Linked DNA regions of Sus scrofa: region 2 is linked to region 1. A link is a contact called in public HiChIP or PLAC-seq data. All regions are on one chromosome and are shown on one strand. The core of a region is the stretch at or near the end of the contact, and the rest is flanking DNA. Distances in the headings are between cores, read along the strand shown.

The links. HiChIP or PLAC-seq counts read pairs in DNA pulled down with a chosen protein or histone mark.
Region 2: a contact with region 1 is called in an H3K27ac HiChIP or PLAC-seq map of alveolar macrophages. The contact joins the promoter of RIC8B here to the promoter of TMEM263 in region 1. A contact is called at or near these places in 1 of 5 promoter capture datasets (liver), 4 of 47 Hi-C or Micro-C datasets (fibroblasts, heart right ventricle and skeletal muscle) and 2 of 2 datasets of contacts at active chromatin or transcription factors (alveolar macrophages and skeletal muscle).

The regions. Positions count from the first base shown.
Region 1 is chr5:13,393,468-13,400,481 of Sscrofa11.1, forward strand. It overlaps TMEM263 (transmembrane protein 263), which reads right to left and starts at 3,945. Exons shown (of 3, transcript XM_021091567.1): 1 at 3,739-3,945. CRY1 (cryptochrome-1) reads left to right here. Exons shown (of 18, transcript XM_021091562.1): 16 at 2,915-7,014.
Region 2 is chr5:13,576,870-13,583,883 of Sscrofa11.1, forward strand. RIC8B (synembryn-B) reads right to left here and starts at 3,628. Exons shown (of 11, transcript XR_002343919.1): 1 at 3,084-3,628.

The DNA of each region.
Region 1 (7,014 bases), core at 2,695-5,194:
TGCAGCTTTTTTAGTCTCAGATTTACCAGCTCTTCCTTCCCTGCCCAACCACACTACCACCTCCCCTATGAGTGTACTCTGCTCTTAAATTAGGAATATTTTTGGTAGAAGAGTCTGAAATGTAGGAATCTCAATACTATTATACAAAAACACAGGTACATTTACCAATAGTTACATACAGACCTATCAATAAACGATAAAACAGAAAATCTGGAGCTGAGCCAGCCAGAAGCCTGACTACCTAAACCAGAACTTGGCTTTGAAAACCTTATGAGGCCACAGAGATTATTATTATTTTTTCTCTGGTGTGTGTATGTATATATTTTAACGTTTAAGTTTCTTATACATCATGCATATTAACAGCAAGTATGTAGTATTAAAATTCCTACAGAACTCCTAGGGTAATAAAAATTGTGTAAAAGCTCTAAGTATATGGAATATATTTTTCTGAATCCCTAATAAAGATGCCAAGTCACTTGATAAAGGTATTTTTGCTAAAATCCTTAACTATCTGCAATGCCATCTATACTTTTTACTCACATAAACCATTCCCAACCTCTACATGCATATATGTGCCAAACTTTTAGTGATATTACCTCTTTATGGATATTATCACTTTATCATTAGAAATATTTTTTATGTTTCCACCCTGTTCATTATCATCACATTTTTTTCTCTACTGGGAACTGTGACGACAAATACACCTCTAATCTCCAAAACTGAAGAGGTAAAATTTAAAGTATACATGTGAAGACAAATAATTGACAGTAAGAGTTTTAAAAGGACTATTAAAAAATGTTAGCCTTATAAAACAGTATTAAATTCTACACAAACCATCTGCCCTAGACTCATTGAGCCATTTGTTCAACATATATTTGGATTCCAGCTATGTGCCAGGCACCCTGCTAGGCACAAAAGGCTACAGTGTGATCACACACACACACACACACACACACAGGACTACTCTAAGCCAGAGTTTACAATCCAGGAGGGATATACTTTTCCTGCACTTTATCAATTTAGTTTCATTCATAAGCCAAAAAAAAAAAAAAAGTATAGGAACTCATAATGCACACAAATTTCTACTAAAAAAATACTTTTCTAAGGAAGGCAATAAAGACAAAAAACAGCCATTAGATCAGGATAAATAATTTAACTTATTCTATGGACATAAATCAGTTTTACCATTTGGTCCTGACATACGAACAAACTAAAGTACCAACTAAAACTAGTCATAAATGTTTTTTTAAGACATTGTGAAGTGTGAAAGACTTCTTTTCTATAGACTGCAATATATCAGCAGTTCCTTTAAGCATTTCAGGCTAAGGAGAAATAAGTCTTGTCCTGTACAATAGTATCATAGATATAGCATCTGGCAAATACATTGAGCAAGGATTTAAAACAACACTATTCCCCAAAGGATAATTTCCTCTAATAATAGAAATAAGTAAACAAATGCCTCTGTGGACCCCCTTCTTAAAAAAAAAAAAAAAAAGGCAAGAAAAGAAAACAAAGAATCAATGTTGTTTGTGGATATCTGTAACATTTTTTATATAAAGTTTTCACTGATCGTAAAAACAAAATCTGAAAACAGTACTCAAGTGTGCCTATGGCTCAACAACCCTCTGTGTACCAAGGGAAGTTAAAGAGCACTAACACACTGTCTGTGAAGCCTAACCACAAAATACAGTGCACAACAGTTTTTCTTCAAAGCCACTTCAAAAATTTCTTATTAAACAGTAAGTGCCAATTTCCTTATAAGAAAAAGACTGTAAATGAATTAGCTAAATTCTTCTACACATTCTATATATAGGGACTCCGCCACATCCTCATTCCCATGTTTTAGTTTCTTTGCTAAATAACTACGAGGAGTTTCAAAAATATATTTATACAGAGCTTTAACTCACACACATCAACAGTGTATATTAAAACACCAACTTACTATTTTTAGGCTTCTCTACTTAACCAACAGGCTGCTTTTAAAAATGGCCCCTGCCCATTAAATCAACAACACGTAAACTACAAGAAATGCACTGAATCTAGCAGGGAAATAAAGTAATCTGCCAGTAAAACCTATAAATGACCATCTCCTGACAAGTAACGACTGACACTATCAAATGGCAATTTTTAAGTGTAGCCCTTAAATGGAACATCAAGCAGAATTACAGTAAGCTATCAAACCAGTACACCAGTCATTTTCACTAAATTATTCCTCATTAGTTCAACAGCTATCTGTGTCCCTACTACAGGTCAGACACTGTGTTAGGCACTGAGGTTTACACTGTGTTAGGCACTGAGGTTTCAGCCTGAACAAGTATGTAAAGGCCTACTCTGAGGGTGTTTATATATAATGCAGTAAGATACCTTCAGAAAGAGGAAAAACAGCAAATACTCAATGACTGAAACAAAGGCAAAGACATTCCTGGACTTTTAAAAAATGGACCTCACACGGTAACTTTTCTAACGATGTTCTCTACATATGGGCATATTTTTATTGAACCTGTTTTCCAGTACACGTTATAACAAAAACTAAAGAAATGAAAGTGGAAAAAAATCAAAACAGGATGCATAAGGGTTTATTCAAGGTTACTTCCCTCTTTCTTTAAAAAAAGCAGACGTGGACACGTACACACACATATATACCTGTTGATGGAATGATATCAATACTCTTGGGAAGCCCTTTAGAGCACCCACGCCAGTGCAAGTTTTACATAGGTTAAACAATAGCAAATAATCGCACACAGTAAATTAAGTATTTTCATTTAGAATCAGCACAAGTGCTCACAAGGACATAATAAATCAAACTCTCCTCTTTCTCTAGGTGTTTCGAAACCTTTCCCAGTGGCCCCTTCTCAACCCCCACGGATCCCTTTGGGCACTAGCAAGTACTTTTTTTTTCCTTCTTCTTTACCAGAGGGAGTGACGTGGCAGGAGAAGCAGAAAATGACCCTGGAGGAGCCCTGGCTAGGGCTGAGCTCAGCACCTCCTCCCTCCGCTCCACGTTGGACACCCAGCACACCCGCACTCCCACAGGGTTCCAGAATTCCTATTCTAACATACAAGAGGAGATCTGTTTAGGAAAGAGGATCTGATTGGAAGTAGGAACCTGGGGACCAGACTTGAGAATGCGTGTGTATATAGCAGACACGAATTTTATTTAGACTCAGAAGGCAATGACGGCACTGATGGGTGCTCCAGCAGCCCCCGGTGCCATCAGCGTCTCTCTCCATTGCTACATTTTCAAGTTTAGGTTATGCACGGAGGGGGCGGGTAGGGCTACCTGTGAAGAACACGGTGAATGCCCACTGGGGACCTGAACCCAAGAGAATGATTTATCAACAGGTTAGGAGTTAGCAGGGAGGGGAAGCCCAGCACCCAGGCCCTGTGCCACATTCCTCTCATCTCCCAGGCTGCTGACGCCCTCCCACCCCCATTCCCCCAACCCGACACCCCAGGAGCTAAGAAGTCAGGCAGATGCTTCCAAGAAGGGTCGCAATCTCAAACCACCGAGGAGGAAAAGACCCGTAAGAGGGGGCAACCGTGCCAACGAACCTCCACCCGCCCCCAACATCATCTCGCCCCTCCCCCTTCCCCGCTCAGTCCCCCCAAAAGGCCCAACTCCCAGCAGCCAGGCCCAGAGAATGAGGCGGTGAGGTGCTGAAGAGCTAACGGAAAAAGGCAACAGAGAGGAGGAAAAGAAGCCGAGACGGCGCCCTCTACCCTTCCAGCCTGACTTACCGCCGGGTCGGGGGCCGACGCCGGGGCCGGGCGAAAAGACCGGGCAGCACCGAGGAGGGCTGAGGCGGCCTGAGCGGCTGGCACAGCCTGGGTCAACTGCGAGCTCCGGAGACGCCTCCTCTGGCTGTGGAACCAGAACACTCGGTTGGCGACGGCGGCCTCTGGCTGCGGACGTGGCGCCGGACGCGACCCGCCCCCTCCACCGCCTCCTCAGTTCCCGCCTCCTCCCGCGGCTCGCGATTCGACGCGCAAGCGCACACGAAGCCCCTCCCGCGCCCACCCGGCACACGCCCACCCGTTTCTCGAACTGCCCAGCCCTCCCAGCAGCCCCCAGACAGTCGCCTCCCGAGGTGCGCACGCGCGACACCCCCCCCCCCCCTTGCTCCCAGGCCAAGCTCCCGCCCCTTCGCCCGCTAGGTGCCACCGCGAGAACCCAGGGCCGGCCTGCGAGCGCGCCTCCGCCTGGGGCCTCCCGCCCCCTTTCCTCCTCGGTCCAATCAGATCGGGCGAGGGGCTCAGAGCCCCGGGCATGCGTAGGCTGAGGCGCTGCGGCCCGCAAGCGCTGGAGCCGCCTGCTTCTCGGACTCTGGCTTTAGTTGCTAGTAACGGTCGCTAGGGATTCAGAACGTTGGCCCGAAGGAACATGGGACGGTCGCCAGCCGGGACTTCTCTGCGCCTTTCAGTTTGGGGCTCTCGACGTGCCTTTACTGCCCAGGTGACAGGGGTGACCAGAGAGGACTTGCTCTATTATTATTATTATTATTATTATTAAGTCTCTTCTGCCCTAGACCTGAGGTTCTTAAAAGGAAGAACTCCTGTGATCAGTCGTCGTCACCCACCGCTCTCGCAGTGCTGAGGGCTCGCCAGGGGCCCACTCTCTTCAGTTGGCTGAAGAGAGTGGGTGCTTAGTAGCTAAGAGGAGGGAGTTGGAAACCTGGAATTAGGAATCCTGGCTTCGCGCCCCTCCCTCGCCACCTGCCGCCTAGCGTGGTGCATCTTCAGGTCTCCCCATCTAGGCTGAGGCTCTGCTTGCGGTTCTGGAAGGTGGTGAGAAGAGTGCAGCGGTAAGAGGATATTGTCAGGCCCTGAACCCATTGTGAGGTGAGGCATCTCACCTCACGGCTTGGTGGTTGCGAGGACTGAACGAGATAAGTGGTGAAAAGGCTGCTAAACTAGAGAAGGGGTATCTATTCATTTTCCACACCTTTAAAATGAAGATTACAGTAAGTCCATCATAGATAGGTTTTTCTAGAGAATCAAAAGAAATGATGGATGTGAAAGGGCTTTATAAACTGAATTCCTATATGTGTATGTAAGTGTCAGGTCTTCCTTCACAGATTGATTAGCAAGACAAAACACGCTTGTCTTAGTATGTTTGATAACTAATAAGGTCACACAATTTTTTTTTCAAATGCAAAATAATCAGTTTGGTGCAACTGAGTAATAACTGTTGGCAAGGCTCAGAAAAGGACGTGCTAACCAAGGAAAGCATCCTGGAAGAAGCTTACATTGAGCCAGGTCTTGAATGGAATGGCCTAAATATGGTTTATGGTTTCTGCCTAGTCATTGATTTATCAAAGCAGCAACTCATATCTTCTTAGACCATTGTTCTGAGACTATCAAGATATTTTAGTTTTCCAGAAGTTAAAGGAGAGATGCAAAAATCTTGTCACTTTAAAATATGATCTGAATTGTTAGCAGGATCTATGGATTGTTGTGTCTACTCAACATGTGAAAGAGGTACATAACAACTCTATTTTCCTGTTATCACAGCAACCACTTAAAATGTGATCTTTCCAATGTGAATGCTAGGCAAAATTATGAGGTGCACGATTACACAGTTTCTTGTTCCCCTTCCACTTCTTTCTCTCTGCAGGAGAGTTTAATCCTTAATATATAAATGACTAGTAAAACTGTAGCCACTCCTGGGAGATTTTACATTTTTGCTTTTATTGAAGTTGTAATCCACAATGGGTTGAAACCATCTCAAACCAACCAGGATGTAAAGCAGTTCTTTGGGCGAGGTTTTGAGTTCACCTGAATCTTCTGAAACTTCAAGTATAGGTAGTTATATATTTCTTATAAGTCTGACAGCATTCATTTCTTACTGTTTCAGTTTTCTTACCTGTAAAAGTGAATAGCACCACTCAATGTTCACCCACCCCTAGATCTAAAATGAAACTAAGTGTCTTGATGGATTGGCTTCTACAGAAGGATGCTATCTTGATATGGGATACGCTTTTATAGCAGAAAGAGCCTCAAGGAAGTCAGGCCATGTTTGTTTTATAGGCTGAATGTGCTGAGTTCTTGAGTCCCATTCTGTGAAATCCCATCTTAGATTATAAAAATGAAACGTATTTCTGAAAGATTGTATCATGTCAAAATAATGAGACCTTCATGCCTTTCAGCAGTAACTTCCTTTTAATAAAACAAATTCTTTTTTTCTGCCCTTTTTCAGCAGCACCAGCAGCATATGGAAGTTCCTGGGCCAGGGATCAAATCCTAGCCTCAACTAGTATCTACACCACAGCTTCAGCAGCACCAGATCCTTAACCACTGCTCAGAGCCAGGGATCAAACCCGCACTGCCACAGAGACAATGCCAGATTATTAACCCACTGTCGCACAGTGAGAACTCCGATAAATGATAATTATCTTTGTTTTTTTGGCCATGCCCTCAGCATGTGGAAGTTTCTGGGCCAGGGGCGGAACCAGAGCCACAGCAGTGAAAAATTACAAGATCCTTAATGGCTAGACCACTTTTTTTTTTTTTTTTTTTTTTTTTTTTTCGGGCCATACCTGTGGCCTGTGGAAATTTCCAGGCTGGGGTAGAATCGCAGATATAGCAGCCAGCCTACACAGCCACAGCAACTCCAGATTCAAACCATATCTGCAGCCTACACCACAGCTGAAGGCAATGCCAGATCCTTAACCCACTGAGCAAAGCCAGGGATTGAACCTGCATCCTCATGGATAGTAGTCGGATTTGTTACCCCTGAGCCATGACAGGAACTTCCATGCTAGACCACTCAAACAGTTTCTTAATACCACTTATATCAATTTTCCAATTTCTTAAATGGCTGACTTTTCCTGTAGTTAATTACACACAGAGCCTTTTTCATTATTGAAAAACTAAAGAAATTGGATGTGATATTATATGTTTGACAAGGTAGGGTAGTTCAAAAGTAAGGGCCAGTAGGAAGCAGGGTGAAAACCAGAAACATGAAAACAAGAAATAAATTGTTTACAGGCTCATAGTACATCGAAGTTAAAAGGA
Region 2 (7,014 bases), core at 2,378-4,877, 180 kb after region 1:
ATACTTTTATTATCCCTATTTGGCACATGAGTAAACTGAGGCACAGAAAAATTAAGTATGTTGTTCTACGCCACAGGATGGTAAATTGGGCACTAGGGTTCAGAGTCTGGCTCTGGCCACAGGACCTCTTGAGTAACTTGATCATTAGTAAACGCCTCCCAGGTGCATTGTGCTTGGTGTTTGGCATTGTACTTCAGTTAATTTAAGCCTCATGATAGGTGACATAAACCTATGTTACAGATAAGGAAACTGAGACTCAGGCTTAAAACAATTTATCCACAGTCATGAAGTTAATAAATGGCAGACTTGAACCAAGATTTATCTGACTCCAAATTCCACCTTCTTTCCACTATACTTGACTGCCTTTTTTCAAGAATTGGCTTTATTAGAGAAATAAAGCAGTAAAAGAACCTCCTCTGCCAAACAATGAACCAATCATTCATTTCCCTCTTGGTTAAACTCCTTGATGCCCCATAATCACTTCACTCTAAACATTTCTCAAATCCATTTTTCCAGAATAGGAAAATGAGGCACATGGTAGTATCCAAGTAATTTTTCAGGGTTTCAGACTCCATATTCCACAGAGCGCGGCAATTTAACTCCACCTCCCCATTCTTATTCCAAGACGACTGCAATCATACTTCCACTTCCTCTTCATCTGCCTCTAGTATCTCTTGCCTTGAGTGGGCAAAGCCCCATTGCCAACATAAAACTCAGCTACCTTCTTTGTACTCTGGTCTTAATCTAACCAGCATTAAACATGAGAGCTCTTTTCAGAAGATGCTGACCGACCCACTTCACAACAAGTAAGAGCACTGGCCCCAAAAATACCACCCTAAACAATATACAGTGGGCATCACAACTTTAAACACATTCCCAATGTGAAAGAAGAGCTGGAGATGTGCAGAACATAAGCTCTGACAGCACTTGGCCAGGAATGGTGAGCGGAAACCAACCTGGAGGAAGATCAAGGAGAGGAAGAGATAAACTGCAGGGAGCAAATCTCAAGTTCTAATTAGTTTAACCACAAAGGGAAGAAGAAACATTGAAGGAGGTGATAAGATCCAATTGGAGGTCTTTCCTCCTCCTTCCCTACAGAAAAAAAGTTCCTATTTGTTGCTGGCTACCTGGCATATAACAAGTGCTAAATAAACACTAGTTGATTCAACACAATAGCCAAGTTCTTTGCTATATTTCTTTCTTCTGAAAATCAGTTTGTAATTACCACAAATCTTTTGTGGAAAGCAATTATAAATCAAGTTAAATGAATAGACATTCAAGGCCTCTGTATCTGCAGATCCCACCTCTGCAAATTCAATCAATTGTGGATTAAAAATATTTGAAAAAAAAGAAAACATTTGGAAAAAAAATTCCATAAAGTTCCAAAAAAGCAAAACATGAATCAACTGGCAACTAGCTATATAGTATGTACATTATATTTACAACTACCTACATATAATTTATGCTGTATTAAGTATTATTAGTAATCTAGAGATGATTTAGAGTATAAGGGAGGATGTGTGTAGGTTATATGCAAATACTATGCCATTTTATATAGGGACTTACCCATGGATTTTGATACCCAAGGGGGAGGGAGTCCTGGAGCAAATCCCCTGCAGTTATCAAGGATGACTGTAATCTCCACAATGCATACATCTGTGCATTAAATGAATTTCTCCAAAATTTGGCAGATATGCAACAGTAACACTATCAGAAAGTGAAGAAGCTGAGATATGATGCGAACCGAATCCATGCATCCTCCCAAAGAAATACATAGTACTGTAATAGGGCAGTCAGACACTTAGATTCGAATCTGTCCCATCTCAATGACTGTATGGACTTAGGGCAACATTATCCTAAATTTTATCATTTGTAAAATGGGGCATACCACCACTTTCCTTATAGGGAAAGATTAAATGGGAATGTGGCTCTTCTCCACACAGGGCAGAAATGGCATACTGGCAGCTCAATACAAATGTATGGAAGTGCAGTGGTGGGCACATAGCAAATACAGAAGGGGAAATGAATGAAAGCAAAAGAAAGGAAGAAAGATATTATATCTAGGGTGTGTTGGGTGTGTTTTCACAGAAGGGAGTAGTCAGTCTTTCCTATAAAGCAGTCTTCTAAATGGAAGAACAAAGGTATGGTACGTTACCTTTTGAAGTCAGCATGTAAAATTCCTGGAAGGAAAAGTAATGGAGAGCTAACGGTTCTTGAAGAGACATTCAGAGAAGTGACTGGGATATATAAGAAGATAGCTTTTTACTGCAGGGTTATAAATTGGAAAGAATAATGAATGGTTTGAAGACCTAGGTTGGAATCCCAGCTTACAAGCATGACCTTGGGCAAGTTACTTAACAGATCTAGAATCTCAATTGCAAAACAGGATTGCTGTCAAGATTAAATGAGATAATGGATGGGAAAACTGTTAAGGCTATACAAACAACGGGTATTGTTAGTAGTTAGTCTCCCTCCACTTAAAACACAGTGTGTCCATGACCTTGGCGTCATTTCAATTCCTAGTGCCTCGGTTTTCTCATCTATAAAATGGAGAGGAGGATGCTCTCTACCTCATAAATTCTGAGAATCAAGTTAGACCATATAAGAGACACCACGCCTTGAGACAGCAGTGCTGTAGATATATAAGGAACTGCCATCGTAGCTGATACGTTTTATGCATGTCAAGGGCCGTGGTGATGCACAGACACACGTATTTTTATGCTATGCAGGTAAGGAAGCCTCGCGTGCGTTTATGCATTCAAGAGTAGGGCGCAAAGCGGAGACACACATTCACGGATTCCGGGGGTGTGACTTGCACGCTTGGGAACAGGGCCATGGGACAAGCTGCTGGGCCGGAATCAGAGGAGTGGGCGCCAGAGTGGGGGCAGGGGGATACAGGATGCACGGATGGAAAAAGCGGGGGGGCACAAACACGCATGCCCAAGCCGGAAACGTTTTCGGGGGAGAGCAGTGCGCATCCCCGGAATGAGGGGGGTTGGGAGAGATGCGGTGTGCAAGCCCGAGGGGGGTTGGGGGAGCGGCCCGGGGTGCTATACCGCATGCCCGGGGCCAGGGCTCTTTACCTTATCGCTGTAATCCCTCAGGACCCGTTCGATAGCCCCCGCCTCGCCGGCCCGGACGATGTAGAGGGCGCGCTCCTCATCCATGGCCGCAGGTGCGGGGGAGCCGCGGCCGCTGTGCGCGCCCAAGCCGCTGCCTCCAGGTAAACGCCTCGCGCCCCCGCTCGCTCGCTGCTTCCCAGCTTCCTTCCTTCCCTCCTTCCCTCCCTCCCTCTGCCTCCAACCCGCCAGCCTCCGCCCGGGCAGGCCCGACGTCACCGCCCCTCAACTTTCACCCCGCGACGTCACGGGTCCCCCAGCAACCGGCGCCTCGCGGCCACCCCCGACAAGGCCCAGGACTCGGTAGAGGCCTGGCGAACGGCCAGAGGCGGGGTCAGACCCGAGGTCCTACTTTCTCTCCTTCCTCTCCCTTCCTCGGAGAAGAGTCCAGCCTTTTAAGTGGGCTTCCACAGACAGAACTGTTCTTCTCTCCCGACCCTCCTCTATGAATCATTCTCCTCAGCTGACGAGAGCGACCCGGCTCTTCCCCGCCCCTCTAAGAGCCAGCAGCTGTATGGACTACAATTCCCTTCGGGCAATGGGGTCATCCCACTCTTCCATCTAATTTACTGGAGTGCCGAATGGCATGCCGGGATTGGTAGTCATCCCGCGGGAAAGACTTCCCTCCAAAGGCATGCTGGGAACTGTGGTCCTGCGAAGGCCGGAAACGGGAGTCCGGCGGCCGCCTGAGGCCAGCGGCCCGGAGACCGTTAAGGGGAGGGTCTGAGCGTCGGCTGTGCCTCCTTTGTGTTCCTTACCGAGCTGACTGTCCGGCTCTAGCTTTGGCTGGTCGGACTAGGTGACAGCCGCGGAAACTGACACCTCTTGGTGGGAACTGTCAAACACCGGTTTCATTCCCTCTTTTCTCGTTTAGCGGTTTTGGTCTCTGAAATTCCTTCCTTCCTTGTTTGCGGTCGTGCTGTGTATTCAGCCACACTAATGTGAGAGATTGCTGGCAATTCTCGGATAAGAGGGGACTCAGCGGTTTTTTGGCCTTAATAATAAATAATAGCTGCCATATATCGCGTGCCCCCGAGATTCCAGACTTCAGTCAGGTGATTTCTCACAACACAGATTTTTGCGGAACCGAAGGAACCCGAATAGGTTAAGTAATTTGTCCTAAGTCACATAGCCAGTAAATGGGTAATTCAAGATTTGAATACAGATCTTTCCCCAAAGACCAGGAAATGTAATAATACGGATATACTAGTAATGGTAGTGATGATGGTGATGATGATAGAGGCTCACATTTGCTAAGTGTTCACTGCATGCACACACATTGTTACAAACTTCACCTGTGTTATCTCAGTCAATTTCTCACAAATTAACAAATATTTGAGAATTTATGCTGTGCCAGGCACTATTCAATACAATACAATCCTGATCAGTATGAATACAGTGGACCCAAAATAAAGTCCCTGCTATTATGGCGCTTTCATTTTAGTGCTTAACCCTATGAGGGAGATCCTATTCTCATTTTAAGATGAGGAAACTGAGTCTTGAAGAGGTTAATAGATTAATTTGCCAAGACTGCAGAATTTAGAAACTGAATTTGAACTTAGGACCTATCTATGCTCTTTTTGTTCTGCCAAGCTATTTGCTAGAGAGTGGATGAAGTCTCCAAGTAACTTTCAGCTTTCCATTCTAAGCATCCTTTACCAGAAATCATCTTTCATGCCGCCCCTGCCTGCCTCTCCCTTTTGAGCTGCGCTGAAGAGGAACTGGGGCGGGGGACGCAAACATTTATTCATCTAATAATTATTGAGTGTCTCCTAAGTGTCATTCTAGGTGCTGAGAACTTAGAAATAAAAACAAGTATGGAATCTGAGCTCATGGAGCTTTTGGTCTTTTTGTGGATTTTACTTTTCACGCAGCAAACCTTTATTTAGCATATTTGTTGAGCCAGACATTGAGGTTAAGTGCTACATCCATAGTAAAGTCAGAAAGATTTTTGAAAAATCTCCTTCTTAGAAAGATCATGGAATAGGAAGTTATATTCCCTAGGTTATAATAATACCTTGCAGTTAATTGTTTACAAAACATTTTAGTATACACCATCTCAATGCATTGAAGAAGGTAATTTTCCTGTGTATATATAAGAAATCAGACTCAGATTAGATAAATAACACCAACTAGAATCCAAACCGAGAGCTGTAACATAAAATATTTGGGTACCTACTGCCTGCCTAGTACTGTATTACATGCTTTTTGGGTTACCATATATTTATTTTTGGAACAAGAGCTCCTGCACAGGATACTGACAAGCATAAGGTATCTGAGTAGAGATGTTTCTTTAAAGAGGATCTTATACACATGAGTTGAAATGTCTGTTTACCAGAAATAGGCTTATGTTTTTAGGCTCCAACTCTCTACTTCTAAAAAGAGATTTTTTAAATGTGAAACCACATGAATTAATGGCTTGGGAAATTGCTCTTTAGTAATTTTAATTAAGCACTAATATACTGATTTTATAAATGAAAAGGATCTTTGACTCTAAATTCAAGTCCTCTTTGACCACTGCCGAGACTCTGGTCCTAGAAAAATTAAGTGACTTGTCCAAAGTCAATAGTTAAAAGCAGACTCTGGGACTAGAGCCTAGACTAGCTAAATCCTGGGTCACTACATCACTTTATCACCCTGAATATTTAGTTATATGATATTTTCAGTGAATAGAGTTTCTAGTCCATAGTAACTCCAGTTCCTGTTGATTCTTGGGGGGCTTGGTGCCAAGGAATTAGGATTTAGAGCCTAGGTAATCAAAGCAACATGTTTATTCACAAGTTACTTCTCTGAGAGATGGTAATATAATTCCATACATATATATGGGCAGTGCTTTGCTATTCTTAAAATATCTGATTGAATCTTTGTAATAGGTGAAAAAATGCAAGGTCAGTAGGAGAGGCACTATCTTCCTTTTCATAGAAAAAGCTAAGTTCAGTGTGTGGATTAGCTTTGCTCTGCTAGTAAGTGGTATAGTAAGTGGCTAGAAGTGCTCTGGCTCTGAGAGCATAAAATGTTATAGATTGATAGGTCAGAGCCAGTGAAAAACCCATAAATAGTCATTTATTTTGGACTTTGTTATATCCTACGAAGCATGTCCTCTGCCATGGGATAGTGTTCTCGGTTGTCAAAGAATTGATCCAGGCAGGATCTCAGTTCTCTGTTCTAAAATTTTGTAATTCTAAGGACAAAGCAAAAGCATATTTGAACATGCTCATTCTTTAGAAAAATCTATTAAGGGTGAGCTTGTACAAATCAATATGTGCAAACCAAGTATCAGTATGATACAAGCAAATCATTGCTTGGGCATACCTGCAGATATTCTGATTCAGTCGATCTGTGGTGGGATCTGGGTATTGGTAGTGAGTTTTTTGTTTTGTTTTGTTTTTTATTTTTTTAGGGCCGCACCTGTGGCATATGGAAATTCCCAGGCTAGGGGTGGAATCAGAGCTACAGCAACTAGCCTGCACCACTGCCACAGCAATGCCAGATCCTTAACCCACTGAGTGGTTAAGGCCAGGGATCAAACCCACTAAGGCCAGGGATTGAACCCAAATCCTCAAGAATACCTGATGAGTTCTTAACCCTCTGAGCCATGACAGGAACTCCTGGGTTTTGGTAGCTTTAAAAGCTTCTCAGTTGATTCAAATGAACAGCCAAAGTTGAGAACCACTAGGCCAATATTTTGATAGAATATCAACCACTGAACTAATGTTTGAAAGACTATCAAACTTATGTGCATGTGACTCATTAATTAATCTTTGAGAAATCGGAATAATCAAGCGAGGTAAAAGTTAATTTCATTTTCTGTCAAGAATGAAGCCTCCCCATTGTAGCAAAGTTAATTAACATGGTTTGTTCCTTTAACAAATATTTGGAGCGCAGCACGGTCTTA